Linked DNA regions of Mus musculus: region 2 is linked to region 1. A link is a contact called in public HiChIP or PLAC-seq data. All regions are on one chromosome and are shown on one strand. The core of a region is the stretch at or near the end of the contact, and the rest is flanking DNA. Distances in the headings are between cores, read along the strand shown.

The links. HiChIP or PLAC-seq counts read pairs in DNA pulled down with a chosen protein or histone mark.
Region 2: an H3K27ac HiChIP or PLAC-seq map of heart atrium shows a contact between it and region 1, with 13 read pairs. The contact joins the enhancer-like site here to the promoter of Mecom in region 1. A contact is called at or near these places in 3 of 39 promoter capture datasets (the 3T3-L1 cell line and 3T3-L1-derived adipocytes), 2 of 484 Hi-C or Micro-C datasets (beige adipocytes and brown adipocytes), 3 of 115 datasets of contacts at active chromatin or transcription factors (embryonic stem cells, fibro-adipogenic progenitors and heart atrium) and 2 of 9 other capture datasets (adipose tissue and liver).

What each region holds. Positions count from the first base shown.
Region 1 is chr3:30,505,328-30,512,647 of GRCm38.p6, reverse strand. It overlaps Mecom (MDS1 and EVI1 complex locus), which reads left to right and starts at 2,889. Exons shown (of 16, transcript NM_001370769.2): 1 at 2,889-3,218. The coding sequence starts at 3,182.
Region 2 is chr3:30,542,399-30,549,718 of GRCm38.p6, reverse strand. No RefSeq gene overlaps it. Among named protein-coding and RNA genes, the nearest start is that of Mecom, 36 kb to the right of the region's middle. Within about 2 kb of position 2,763, at least 32 of the 459 cell types and tissues checked have an H3K27ac peak or open chromatin away from gene starts, as enhancers often do. A contact at or near this core is called in 3T3-L1-derived adipocytes, adipose tissue, beige adipocytes and 3 more, where this site is marked.

The sequences.
Region 1 (7,320 bases), core at 1,640-4,139:
TCACGCCTGGGACTGGGGACAGGTGGACTTGACAGGGAATGAGAATCCGCTGGGGCAGCCGCAGGGAACCACCTCATAGCCGGCGGTGAAGGTCCACAGCCATCTGAGGGCATTCGCTCCATCAGGTTGAGCACACTTGAACTATCAACATAGCTTTTTAATTACTGCACACTTAGGGCAGGAAACAAGAGACAGTGAAAGAAAAGAATGAGAGAAAGAGAAAGAAAAGAAATTAGCTTCGAAGTTGAAAAAAAATATTATGACTCCTTTGATTTAGTTAATTTACTTTTTTATGTTTTGAAGAAAGGTGACACGTCTTTTCATACTGATTCGGCCTGAGGACACAAAAGACTGTATTTGCTACTGCAGTTACAAGAAGCCGGATTCAACCACTTCTGCTGAAATTTTAGAAAGACCTTTGTAAAAGACCAGTTCACTGAAAGATGAGGACGGGGACTTTAAACGCCAGAAGGAGTGGGTACCCCAGCCACCTACCACTGCCCTAATATCCCAACTTTCTGTAAAAGTTTAAAAGACAGATCTTTGCATCTGGTGATTTGGAGACTGTTGATTCGGTTCTGTCTTTCGCCCTTTACTGAAACCACCCTACCCTACAGTCAGCCACAAGATTTATTCTTTCAAAGCGCAAATAAGTCCAGAGTCCAAGTGGGTCTTGTTCTTAATCTCGGAGTTTGGCAACATGGTCCCTTCCTTTCTTAAAAACTTCCACCAGATCCAACTCAGGTATTGGCAGACTCCTTGGGGGCTAGGCGAACGGAACTGGGGAAGTGAGAAGGGTGGATGGGGAGGTGAGAAAGGAGGGTGGCTGCTTCCCACATCTATGTTTTGCTTTTATTCTCCACAGGGTGGCCAGCAAAATGAAATCTTCCACCTTGAATTTTCTTTCTAAGATACTCTGCTGTCTCCAGGTGCCAGGCCCTGGAGAATTCCACTTTCTGGGGATGGGGGCGGGGGGCAAACAATTCTAGGTGCTGAGAGCTGGGATCCTCTTGGGTTGTCCCCTGTGTTCTGGCCCAAGTAATGCTCCTCACAAAGTCTCTTACAGACGAGAAGCTGCTGTATGAAGCCCTTGTTTGTTCGCCTAGAACTTTTCCCTAAAGAATCTGACCTCTGCAAAACTCTAGAACCTCACACCCCCTTTCCTAGGAGAACATTTGCTGGTCAGAAGGAGGTCGCTCCTAAACAGAGTAGCTAGTAGATTTTGGGGAAGATTTTTAGAGTAGTAGACCTGTATCCATACAAGCAGTAGTAGCTTTGCACATATTAAAAGTACCAACACACACACACACATACACCTGCATGCAGTAGGCCACTAGAGCTCTAGTAGGTCTTGTAAAATCCCAGGTGCCTCTGTGGGGGAGGGGAGATGGAGATGGCAGGATTCCCTGGGATTCATGTGTGTGTGGGCTCCAGCATTTTCTCCTCTGGAAGCTGTTTTCACTCCGGTTCTCTGCCATTTCCTCCTTTACTTCCCCTGTCTCTCCCTCATATTTCAAGGTTACACATCTGTCTCCCTTGGGAGCTGTAGCTTGGTTCTCTAGGGACCTGTATCTTATGTCTGAATGCTCCTGGAATTACACAGCTCTGGGGAGGGAAAGGTGGTGGGTATTCTTAGATGAGGTAGGTCCTGTAAGCTTGGCCACCGAAGCCCCTGGGAATTGAACCTAGATATTCGCTCTCTCACAACCGCAGTCTGAGCTCAAACTAAATGAATACCAACAGGTGCAACTGAGTTCCCAACAACCCTGCTCGTCCTTGCTCTCTCAGAGGAGAGACCAGGACTTTCCTGCTTCTTCCGACTTGAGTTTTAGGATGGTAGCAGCACCGCACGGAAAAGATGGCAATTTTCTTTTATGGTGTCTGGCAGGATTTGCAGCAGATATTAATGGAGACATAAATAGCACGTGGAAGGTATTGAACACAACTGTTTAATGCAAGAAGGTTGTACTAAGAAAAATCCATACTGAGTTGGGAGTGATTCATACCTTGAACACACCTAACCCCTTGCGCCTTCATTTCTGCCTGCACACTTCATTAGTAAATTCTGTAATTAGGCACATTTCAACAATGTACGTTTTGTATTTTCTAGGTATGCGTATGGAATTTCCCCCCTTCCTCCTTCTGGTGACCCCAGAGGTTGTAGGTTTCAGTGAGTGAGTGGAAATGGCAGGCGGGCTGGGTAGCAGCAGGAGGCCGGAAGGTGCCGGCCGACCTTAGGCAAGGCAGGAGGTCTTGGATGTCAAATGTTCAGCCCGGCGGGACCTGGGCATCAAGGGCGATTGTTGCTACTTGATGGAAACAGACTACTGAAATGTTCCTAGGATGGCAGCTACCGTTGGTATTACAGCTAAAATCGAGAACCGGTTATTCATCCAAAGCGGAAGCCCCAGGAACTTCAGAAGGAGAGAGCGGCAGCAAGGGCAGAGCTCTGAAGTTCAAGATGCTTCTCGCCTTCTGATAACACGTTCACGGTCCAGTCCTCAGCCTAGTTCTTGTGTAGACGGAAAGATTTATCCTAAAGTTTTTTTTCCCTCCTCCGCTCGGTTCCCCTACAGACAATGTAATTTATGGTGGAGAAAACATTAATAATAATTATAATGCAGGCTTATTGACTCCCACACAGACATAGTCCTCTGCCCCACGAATCAATTCTCTGTCCAAGACTTTTCATTTCTTTTCTTTTTCTTTCTTTCTTTTTATTTTTTTTCCCGTTTGGGCGAAGTGTCTGCTCCCCTCCAGCTCCCCGCGCTCGCTCCCCGCCCCCTGCCGCCCTCCCCGTAGCTCCCTTTCTCCGCCTCCTCGGCGATTGCCATCTGACAAGATCTCCAAATCAAAGTGATAAATCGCTCCAAACTTTTTTTGGCGGCGCTGAGATGTTGGAGGGGCGTCTAACGCGCATGTGCGAAGGTGTCCAAACTGACAATGCTAGAGATAGCGAGTGTGGATTGAGAGAAAGAGAGAGAGGGAGGGAGAGAGAGTGAAAGACCGAGTGTGTGCGTGTGTGTGCGTGTGTGAGACAGAGGAGAGAGAGAGAGAGAGAGAGAGAGAGAGAGAGAGAGAGAGAGAGAGAAGGGAGGGGGAGAGAGAGAGCAAAAGAAGGAAAAGATCCAAGAAAAAAAAAACCTAACCACCCAGCAGCGGCTGCAGGACTGGGCACAGCATGAGATCCAAAGGCAGGGCAAGGAAACTGGCCACAAGTAGGTGCAATATCCCTTTTCTATTGGCTTCCCCCCCTTCTCTGCCATCTTGCGTATCTGTGTCTAGCGCACGGGGAGAGAGCGCGGGCTGCTTTGGCGCGGGGGGCCTGGGGTGGAAGGCAGGCACAGCGCAGCCGGCAGCCGGAGCAACCTGCCGATTCCTGCCTCCGCGCCCTGGCTCCTGCTCTGGGCGCAGTGGAAGCGCGGTAGCCCTGAGCCCCGCACCAGGACCAGCTGTGGCAACTCCGGGGTGGGGGTGGGGGCAGCAAAAAGCTGGGAGGGAGGGAGGAGGGCGCGCGCGAGTGAGCGCGAAGGGGTGGGGGGAGAGGAGAGTGTGTCCCCCTCCCCTCCCTTCCCCCCCCAGGCGGGGGAGAGTCGCCTCTGGCCAACCAGCTAGTTCCCGGAGCGGGAGGAGGGGGGAAGCGGGTGGGGGGGGGGCGGGCAGGGGAAGGGCGCCTTTCTGAAGCTCTGTTTGTTTCTGGGGTTTGGGACGGGTGGCGGGCTCCGAGGGAGCCGCGGTGGCTGTGGCCGCAGCCGGCCGCGATGGAGTTGGGAAAAGTTGCGAGGCGGCCGCTTGCAAGTTGCGCGGGCGATCGGCGCTGCGCCTAGCCGCGGCTGCGGTAGTGGGCGCTGTGCGCTCGGTCCTTGTACGCGGCGGCGTGTGCGACGCGGCGGGAGCCCTGGGGAAGGGGAGGCAGGGGGGCCGGGGGGGACACGGTCCTGGGGATGGGTGGGGGGAACCCCGGCAGCGCCGAGCTCTCGGCTCCGCAGAGTCACTCGGCAGGTGGGGAGAGCGGAGGCCGCGCCGGCGTTCTCAGGCCCGGGCGTGGAGGGCGCGCGGCCAGCCGAGAACGCTGCTCCGTAAGGCCAGGAGGGCGCGCTCCGACCCGAGAAGCCCGGGCTGGCAGGGCGCCGAGTGACCCCCAGGGGGCGGGCTGCCGGAACTCGGGGCCACCAAGGGGGAGCAGCTCAGCCTGCCGTTCTCTTTCTGGGTGCAGCCGGGGTCCCGGGTCACTCGTCCTCCCCGGCGCCCTCTGTCTGCCCGGAGCGGAGCAGCCTCGGTCACGCGGGACTAGGGTAGTGGGGTTTGGGGCTATGGGGGACTAGACTACCATCCCCCACGCTTTCAGGGAAGGCTTGGGTGACACTCCAGGACAGGGTAGGGTGGGAAGGGTTGCTTAGCAGGGACTAGTAGGAGTCTGAGGTGGGTTTGTTCAAATGCTTCTGCCCAGCGTTGAAGGGGGCCCAACGAGCAGCCTGCCGCCTTCTTACTCCCTCGGACATCAGAGCTGCTTCGGGAAAGGACCGGCCAGGCCGCCCATGCCTCTCACACTTGGACTTGAGGAATCTCGAACTCTCTTAATTGTTTTGTTTCGGACCAGAGAGACTAAAGATAGGATGTGGATAGTATGTTTGCCCCAGTGAAGTCCCCAAGCGTACCCCCCCATCCCTTGCACATTGGAATTTAGGGCTGGAGGCGCTCCATGCAGCACCACCGGGCGCGTCCTGGCACAGCGGCGCCGGCTACAGTCGTAGCCCCCCGGCATTCCCGGTGTGGGGAATGCAACGTAACGCCCGGCGAGACGCTGTCCTCCCGGGCGTCTTTCCAGTGCTCCAGCCACTCCGCACTCGTGTCCTGCACTCACATACGCTCTAGCGGCATCTTTTCTCTTGGAACTCGGGTCGCAGAGATCAACCTAAATACTGGGCCGTCAGTCGGCCTCCTCGGTCAGTCAGCCGGCTTCTTTCTCTGCTCCTACGGCTCATTTCACTTCGTTGCAACAGTGTAAAGTGCGCCAGCGAAACTGTTTTTCCTGTTGGCTTTTCACTGAGTCTTTATTTTCTTCTGAGAGGGAATAAATGTACACATGCTTGATGGCTTTGAGACTTCAAAGGTTAGGGGTGTGTGTGTGTGTGTGTGTGTGTGTGTGTGTGTGTGTATTTGAGAGGAGGCGGGGAGATCGTTTCAACCGAGCAGTAAGTTGTGAAATGAAAGCCTAAGGCTTTCACCCTGCTTGGTTGCCCAGCATCCGACGAAGCGAAAGCTGAACGCAAAACCTTTCGAATTTTCTTAAGGCTCGCCCCCGCCCCCGCGCGCCTTAGCTATTTTAATTGCTAAGCAAGCTGTACACCCTGTAGCCCACTACTGAGTCCAGAAGCTGAGCCTCCTTTCTGATCTGATGAGACTTGTCAGTCACCGCATGTGAGACACATTGATTTTTGTCTCGTGTGGGGTAAGGATGCCCATGTGCTCTCTAGAGAGCAGGACCCCAGCCTTAGGAACTTTTCCTGCTGAGCCCCAGGTTCCCACTAGCGGGGCTTTTACTGCTTCTGCGGCTGCCTTCCAGAGACACGGGCGCCGCGTAGTGCAGTTTTCCAGCTACCGTCTGAGCAATAAAGGAAATCATATCAGAACTACGGATTTTTGTATTTTAAAGCGCTATTTCCTTTTGCCGAACTGCGCGTGGCAGAGGTGGCTGGTGACCCCTGCGGTGCAATCATCCAACGGAAACTTAGCTGTTTGCAGTCACTGTTTCTTTTTCCCCCCTTCCTGAGTTAGGAAGAGGTAATGTAACCAGCATATCTGAAACAAAACAAGACAAAACCAATTTACTGTAATCGTGGCAAACGTAAGCATTACAAGAGAAACAAACCACACACAAATAGTTCTTTCTCCCATACTTGATTATTCCGTTTCTTTTGTGTACGTCTTTGGTGGATGTCAGTTTAGTTTGGTTTTGGCTAAAGCCCATGGTTAGAGACCAGAGACCACATACCTTGAAAATACTCCCTGATGTTACAGGAACAGATTGTGTGCTCTATCTTCGGTCTAATTTATAGGACCTAATTTTTACACAATACTTGAAACTAATAATTTCGTTGTAAACCGTACGGGAAGGTAGAAAGGTTTAATGTAAAAAGTTTTCTTAAAAGGGAAAAGCAAGAGAACTGACATTTGTACTGCCTAAAACCTTTGACTTATATTTCCATCTTCGAGAAAAGAAAACTAAATAAGGCAAGCCCATTCTGGCATCCAGGAGGCTTCTCAGCCGTTTTATTTGGGGTGTGTGGGGCAGCTGGAGAAGCACCTGGGCCTTGCCAGAAATTCCTGTTGCCACTCTCCTCAGGGTGGGGGTGGGGGAAGGAAGTGAGGTGGGGTCTGCCCTGCAGGTCTAGAGCCTAAAATACTGAAGGAACACCCACCCCACTTTGCCAAAGTACCAGCCTACGGGGGTTTCAATCAAAGCAATGAACATATTACATTCAGTAAACCCCTTATTGCACGTCTCCCCGGAAGTCGCTTAAGAAGGCAATGAGATTATTAAAACCCTGGCGGTGACAGGGAGGCACTTGTTACTTCTGTACTTGATCTTTGTTTGGGAACAGGCCCCGAAGTAGGAAAGGTACAAGCCCGCTCTGCCTCCCGTGTTTAAATTCGCTCTAGCAGGCCAACCCTTAGGATTCTAAGGTTAATTCACAGCCCTGGTTAGGCAGAACTTCTTGCATGCTCATTCACCCTTAAGAAGCTGCATCGAAATAGAGAAATAGAGACTTGCTTTCAAGCATATGCTTATGTGTTTATTCCAGACTACTCTGCACGAGGAAAAAATTGTTCTCCCAACGGAGGAGGCTGGGGCTTCTTCTAGAAAGGCGCGTCGTTCGCCATTATTTGAGCATTACCCTGGCTGGCTTAGGGCTTCTTTATTTCATTTGGCACTTTGAGGCACCATTTCACTGCGGTTTGCACCCCGTTTTGGATCTGTGTTTAGGGAAAGGTTAATTATGCTTTTCATTCTCCCCTCATCCCAACACCGTGGGAGTGGATGGTTCATTAGCTGCAGAGCCTTATGTGCTGGGACTGTGAGTCTCAGGGTTTGGTGATTGTGTGCCTCTGTTCTGTGTCTTCTGAGTGAGCTTGTAATTTTTGAGGATAGCCCCAACTCACACCTTCCTAGCCAAATCTCTTCCTGCATCCCAGGGCCTACTCCTGTGTACGGACACTCAATGACTGTCAAATATAAATTCAGTCTTTCCAGAATATTCATTCTCTCATTCTCTCTCTCTCTCTCTCTCTCTCTCTCTCTCTCTCTCTCTCTCTCTC
Region 2 (7,320 bases), core at 1,514-4,013, 37 kb before region 1:
ACACGAGTGATCCTCCAGTGTACTGTGTAGAGCGGGAGAAGCCAGGCTCAAAGGCTGTACGGTAGGTAGCTGAGGGCAAGAGTGGCACAGCAGCTCACATTGAGTAATTTGTAAATAATGTGTGTTTAATTCACACAGATCAGGGGGCAGGGAAGTCCAGGTTCCAGGAGAGCAGACCAACGTCCACTGAAGGCCAGCTGCTTGCTGGTGATGCGACCAGTGTCTGTTCTCCCATTGTGAGAGGAGGAAACCTTTCTTTTATTACCTTTTTGTTTACTCCCTGTGTGTGCGTGAGTGTGTGAACTCAGGTAACCCAGCTTGATGATGGGTGCGTTTACCTGCAGAGCCACCTTGCGGGCCCTTGGGCCTCTTATATCAGAACACTGATCCTACCTGTAAATTCTCTGCACTTGTGACTTAACCACCTCCCCATGTTCCCACCTCTTAACACAAACGCATCGGGAGTCAGGTTTCAGCACATGAACCAAGGAGGACAGAATCACACACCACAGCAGCAGGATTCCGTGTATATGACATAATTCTGGAGCAGGCAAAGATCCAGATGAGCAGATGGGACGTTCTGCTTTGGGAAGTCCTAACAGCAGCCTGAGAGAACATTTCAGGAGTCTCGAGCCTGTTCCGTAGCAAACCTGCTGTGCTGATCACATAGTTTTGTGCATTTTTCAAAATTCACAGATGGTTTACCAAAAGTACGATGTATTCCTGTATTTAAAGCTTGGAGACTCCAAGAACACTGGGGATAGCCATGCAGAATTTGGAAGAACCAGAGGAGAGTAAGGCTGAAAAGTTTTGTGACTCTTGCTAACCAGGAGGAACTTTCTCCCGAAGAAGAATACAAAAGGCTGCAGAGTACTTCCCTGGCAAGCTCAAGGTCCAGGCTTCAGCACTGAACAAACAAACAAACAAACAAAACAAAACAAAAACAAAAACAAAAACAAAAAAAACCAAAACAAAACAAAAACCAAGCAAACCACCCAAAAGCAGACAGTTTCAGTCTCCGAAGTCATCCCCTCACCCTCCTACTCTCACTGACCGTTGCCTCGTCCTTGAGTTCTCCAAGTTCAGCCTGTCTAAGTGTCCTCCTATTGGTATTGCATGCTGCCAGACGGATCCACAAGGCCCCTCTATTACACTTTGAGCAACTCTGCAGAATACCCAGTAACACTGCTCAGGCTTCTGGCCGATAGAAACTGTGAGGTAACACATAGGCTTTGTTTTAAGCAGCTAAATTTCTGGCAAATTGCTTGTAGTGAAGGAAACCTACATACAAGTAGAAGGAAACCATTGATGGGAGAGCCAGGGTGATGAAATTGTTTAGTGAACCTTTTAATGTATACTTGATTTATTTTTATTTTATGTATCTGGGTGTTTACCTATGCCTTGGGCATGCCTGCTGTCAGTGGAGGTCAGAAGAGGATATTAAATTCTATTGCAATGGAGTTCCAGATGGTTGAAGGCTGCCACTTGTATGGTGGGAGCCAAACCTAGGTCCTCTGCAGGTGCAGCAGATGCTTGCAATCACTGAACTGTCTCTCCAGCCCTATACTTTTGAATTTAAGACACAAGAAGAGATTATCTATTTAGGACAAACTTAAATTAAAAAAAAAAGAAAGTGAAAACAAATCCCAAAGCTCTTAAGTAGGAGGGGGAAGTTCCGCTAGGCCTAGTTTCTCTACAGAGTTCTGCTTCATGCTCCAGGTCTTCCCAAATGTGCAGTTACCACCCGGTAGTACGGGGCTCATCCTGATATCTTTGCTGGCCATAAGTCAGTTCCAGAAGGTGAGGACCAGCAGCTGGAGAAATAACGAGCGTGGAGGTAAGCTCCCAGTATTTTTTAAGGAATGCGCACATGAGGACATGCAGGGACAGTGTGGGAGGATTGTGTCAAGCTTCCTCCGGACTCTGCAATATAACTTTCCTTCTCTCAGTTGCAGGAGAAGCCACCCCCCCACCCCCAAATCCATGTTCTTATACTTTTGGAAATGCCTTCTGTCTGCTCTCATCAGCGACAACACTTCTGAGATGGTTTGGAAATATTTATGCAGCCAATCCCGGTTACAAACATCGGCAGTAGGGAAGAAGTCAATGGAAATCGGAGAGACAATTAAACAAGACTCTGAGGAAAAAAATAAGGCATAGCAGAAAACACACAGCAAGCATGCCAGAGATGGTAGGAGTAGGCCAGAGTATAGACATGCATCGGAGGCGATAGCTCAAGGCCCTGGGCTGTAAAGGCAGAACTAGTTTCCTGTCAAGGAGAGAATTTTGTTTTGCTGTGTTCAGCCTGGTGCTCATCTGCATGGCTGAAACTTGTACTTCTCTGGGTGTGACATAGGCAGGACGGTGGGGCTAGCTCCCAGAAAAGGAAGTTTTGCTCTTCTTTCCCCTCATGGGACTGTGTTAATGTGCTGCCAGGTCACTAGCAGTTTGTAATCATGTTTGTGTCCACGGTGACAAGTTCCCCAGGGAGACACCGGGAATTCCAGAGATGGTGTTGCTGCCCAGTTGTGTGTGTCCAGAGGTCACTTTGCTGCTCTGCTCGGGGTCTGAGAAGCCAGGAGAAGAAGAACCCGGTGGATATGGAGTGCCGGCATGAGAGTGTCTGCCAAGATCAAAATGTTCTCCATCGTTGCGAGTAGATGAGATCTTAGAACCTGGAATCACACAGTCCCAGCTCCAGCAGGGCTTCTGGCAACAGCCCCAGTGTCTTCAGCTACAGACATCACCTCTGAAGATGCCAAGAAAAGCAAACACAGGCCCCGATCTCTTGTTGCACCAACTGGAATGGAGCCCGCAGCAGCAGAGGAACTGAGCTGAGAGACAGCTTTCCTCTGACTCTGAATTTCCCACCACCCCTCCCCCATCCGGATCCAGCAAACAAACAACAGACTTGTAATAAAATGTGCAGGTGTGACGGACGACTTTCTATTCCGAGATGCTGGGATAAAATGGCGTGCGGTAGGTCCCAGCAAGACGAACAGGACAGGAGGGAACCCCCAAAGGCACAGATTTCATTCCAGCCGTGGGAACGGGCTCCTTCTAGTAGCCTAAACTGGTGTCCTTCGCATACCCTCTAGACAGCCCCTGAGAAACGATTCCAAGTTTATCTGCGTGGGGAAAGAGGGGGAGGTGTGAGTGGGATGGAGACGAATCTACAAGCCTCAAGAGCCAAGTGACAAAGTACCGCTGAGGGATCCTAGCTGTCCAAGCTTGGCGACAAGACTGGAAAGCCACAAGAGGAAGAGCCTTCCTTAGCATCGGGAATGGTGAGGCAGAACTGATAATATTTCGAGGGAAGCTGCCAAGGAGAGGGAAATGTCTATCATTTACCAAAGAGAAACATTGGTGGCACACAGTGAGTGGGTAGGGGGTCTGGGGGCTGAGGAATGTGACAACAGAGTCTGAGTCTGTGGCGATGCAGGTGCCCCAGCTGCACACAAAGCTTTAGCTCTGATTAGATGATTTTAATGCTATTTCTAGTTAGATGCTTCCTTTCTAGACAGTCAGTGGGCAAATATAAAGTAAAGACATTACTCTTAAAGACAACTACTCCTGGACCGGGGAAATACCTCCGTTGGTACAGTGCTTGCCTTACAGTTTGTAGTGTGCACGAAGTCTTGGGTTCAATCTCCAGCACCATATAAGCCAGGGATGGTAGTATATATCTATAATTTCAGCACGTGAGAGGTATATAAATGCAGGAGAATCAGGTCAAGCTCACCCTCAGCTACATAGTGAGTCTGAGGTCAGCCTATGCTACATGAAACCCTGTTTTAAAAGAATGGTTTGCATGCATAGTTATGCTTACTAAACAAACAAACCAAACCAAACCAAACCAAAAAATAAAAATAAAACAAAAACCCAAACAACAACAACAAAAAACCCCAAAACAAAACCAACCAACCAACCAACCAAATCAACCAACAAAACAAACAAACAAACAAACAACCCTGAAAGCAAATTCTCAAGTGTACATCCCAGGATAAGAGATGGAACACGGACCACCCCCACTTTCAGTCAAAGTGTAGGCTCATAATTGACCATGGTGATGAACTAGCATTAGCTCTTGGAGTCCTTCTCAAGGATGACCTTGGGAAGCTATAGAAAGGAGGGGAATAGTATTGCTGTCATCGTCCTGTCACATGTACAGCCAGGTCTTCCACCACCACTCTGAGCCATCCCCCAATTTGTAAAACTTTGGTGGTATGCCGTCTGATTGGCCAAGTCCAGGTCATGTGATTTCACCCCGGCTGTTAGGCGCTGCCATGGAAACTGATCTCCTGTGATTTCTCTCAGGGAGGACAGGCCTCTGCCTCCCTTTAGTTCTTATTTCTCTCAAATAGGAAAAGGATTTATGTACTAACCACAAAAAATGATAAAAGTCATTGTACCAAGCACAATTGTACAACTCACTCTTGGGGCAGTCCTCTCAGCCTCAGCGAGTATGGCCAACATTCATTCCGATTCTAAACTCCGGATGCTCGCCTACTTGGAAGAGTTCAGCTCTGAGCCTGTCATCTTCTTCTCCCCTACCACTTTGCGTAGTGAGTCCCCTACTCACTCAAATTAGAAGCCTGGATGCTATCCCATAATTCCTTAGTACCTTTCCTAACCAGTTTTAACATCGTTGGAACATATCTCTAGCCCATTTCCTTTGTCTGTAGTGCAGTATATATATATATATGTGTGTGTGTGTGTGAGTGTGTGTGTGTGTGTGTGTGTGTGTGTGTGTGTGCTCCTGTGTGCATGGTAATCAGGAGGTGCCTTCACACTTCCTTCCTCCGGAGTGCCGTCCTTATCTTGAGATGATCTTGAAGTGGCCTGGAACTGAGCAGTTAAGCTAGGCAAGCTGGTCAGCAAGCCGGGGGGTCCTCAATTCTCCACCCTCCTCCCCAGTACTGCACGTGACTCTTTATACATGGGTTCTGGGAGATTGAACCGTGCTCTAACCTGAACCATCTCCCCTCCACGGCTCTACACTCCTTGCTTAATACAGATGTCTTCACTCTTCACCCATGGTGGACTCATCTTGGTTTGGATTCCACATTCTGAGAGAAAGACTTGAGTGCAAGTAATTTATCTGAGAGGTGAGGAACATGAGGACAGCGTTTTTTCAACAGAGAACACTAGGAGGAATGAGACAAGGAAGGGAGAGGAGCCAAAATGTCTGCTGTCCAGCTGGCTACCACTGTGGAGCCTGAGACTTACTCCCAACTGAGGCAGACCAGATGCCCCAGAGCTGTTCACCAGCCCGGTCCTTACTATCGGAGGACAGAGTCAGGGCATTCGTCTTCTGACACTTCAAGGTCTGCCACAGGCAGTGAGGCGAGTTTTAGCAGGAGAGAAAGCTTGCTGGTGATGAAATTCACATGTCTGCTGCTGAAGGCCTAATGGGGTGCCAGTTTGTTCCTAGCATGAGGGGTTAAGTGTGGGCAATGTTTTCACGAGGCACAGATGCCAACTACTGCTCTTGCATATACTGTACCCAAATATGTTGCATATATTGCACTAAAGAAATTGATATTTCTAAAATTGAAACCTGGTCGTGACAGATTCCTTTTAAGGCTTTCCATAGCTTTCTGTATATGATCCAAATGATGTCACAATGCTTACAGCTTTCCTCCATCATTTTTGTCTTGTTCCCCCCTATACCTACAATGGGGATTGCATCTAGGACCATGTGCATATAAGGCCTGCCACTGAGCTATGCCCACACACTTCTTTAAAAATTTGTTTTGGGATCTAGAGAGATGGCTCAGAGGTTAAGAGTCTGACTGCTCTTCCAGAGATCCTGAGTTCAATTCCCAGCAACCAAGTGGTGGCTCACAACCATCTGAAATGCAATCTGATGCCCTCTTCTGGTGTGTCTAAGACAGCTTCAGTGTACTCACATACTTAAAATAAATCTTAAAAAAATTGTTTGAAAATAAGACCTAAAATAAGGTGCCAAAGAAGGTGCCCAGGTTGGCATGATTTGAACTCATTGTACAGTCCATTCATTTACTTGTGTGTGTTAGTGTGCTTAAGCATGCTTGTGTGTGTATGCATGCTTGTGTGTGTATGCATGCTTGTGTGTATATGCATACTCATGTGTGTACATGCTTGTATGTGCTTTAGTGTGTGTATGCATGCTTGTGTGTGTACATGCTTGTATGTGCATTAGTGTGTGTATGCATGTGTGTATGCATGCTTGTGTGTGCATTAGTGTGTGTATGCATGTTTGTGTGTGTATGCATGTTTGTGTGTGTATGCATGCTTGTGTGTGTACATGCTTGTATGTGCATTAGTGTGTGTATGCATGTGTGTATGCATGCTTGTGTGTGGGGGGGGGCACAGGATGACATCAAGTGTCTTCCTCAGTCTTCTTCCACTTCACTTTCCGAGACCAGGTCTCTTACCATGGAGCTTGCCAAGGGATCTTCTGTCTCTGAGATGAGAGATATATTCAGTCCCATCTTGCTTTTTCACCTGTGTGCTAAGATCCAAACACTCGGGTCACTGCGCTTTTGTGACAAGCACTTTACCATGGAATCATTGCCCTCATCCCTGGCCTTGGACTTGACTCTCCTGCCTCTGCACCCTGAACAGCTGGGATTACCAGCCACTCTGCCTGGTGCTTGCTCATGTTAGCCTTTCTGACTAGCCCTTCTCAGTATCTCCTCACCAAACAGGATATTTTATTGTGGAATTTTGCCGTTTGTTCTGAGATTTGTCTGTTTCGTGTTTTCACTGTGTAACTGGACGGATTTGGGATTCCCTACACAGCCCAGCCATCCTTAGGTTCATGATCCTTCTGCCTACCCCTCGGCAGCACTGGGGTTTCAGGCATACTCTGAAGATTGTAGTAGATTATTGTAGTAGTTCCCCAATGCACAAATCTTCCATGCTTCTCTGCCTCTGCATGTCCTGGGTAGGCGCTGCCTTTCTCACTGTCGTGTAAAATGCCTGACAAACACAGCTCAAGGAAGGAATGTTTTTCTGGTTCACTGTCTGAAGGGATACAGTCCATCATGGCGGTGAAGACCTGGTGGCAGGAATTGAGACAACTTGTCATATTGTGCAAAACACAGGAAGCAAGGAGACAAATTATGGAGGCTAGCTTACTTTCTCCTTTTTTATTGAGTGTGGGGTCTCAGCCCTTGGACTGGTGCCCCTCACATTCAGGGTGGGCCTTCCATTATTAGCTAAACCTGTTTGGAAACATCTTCACAGATTCATCCAAAGTCAAGTTTCTATCTGAATGTAAATCTAGTCAAGTTGATAACTTGTCTTGCCTTGGAATCCTTCTCCCCAGACCTC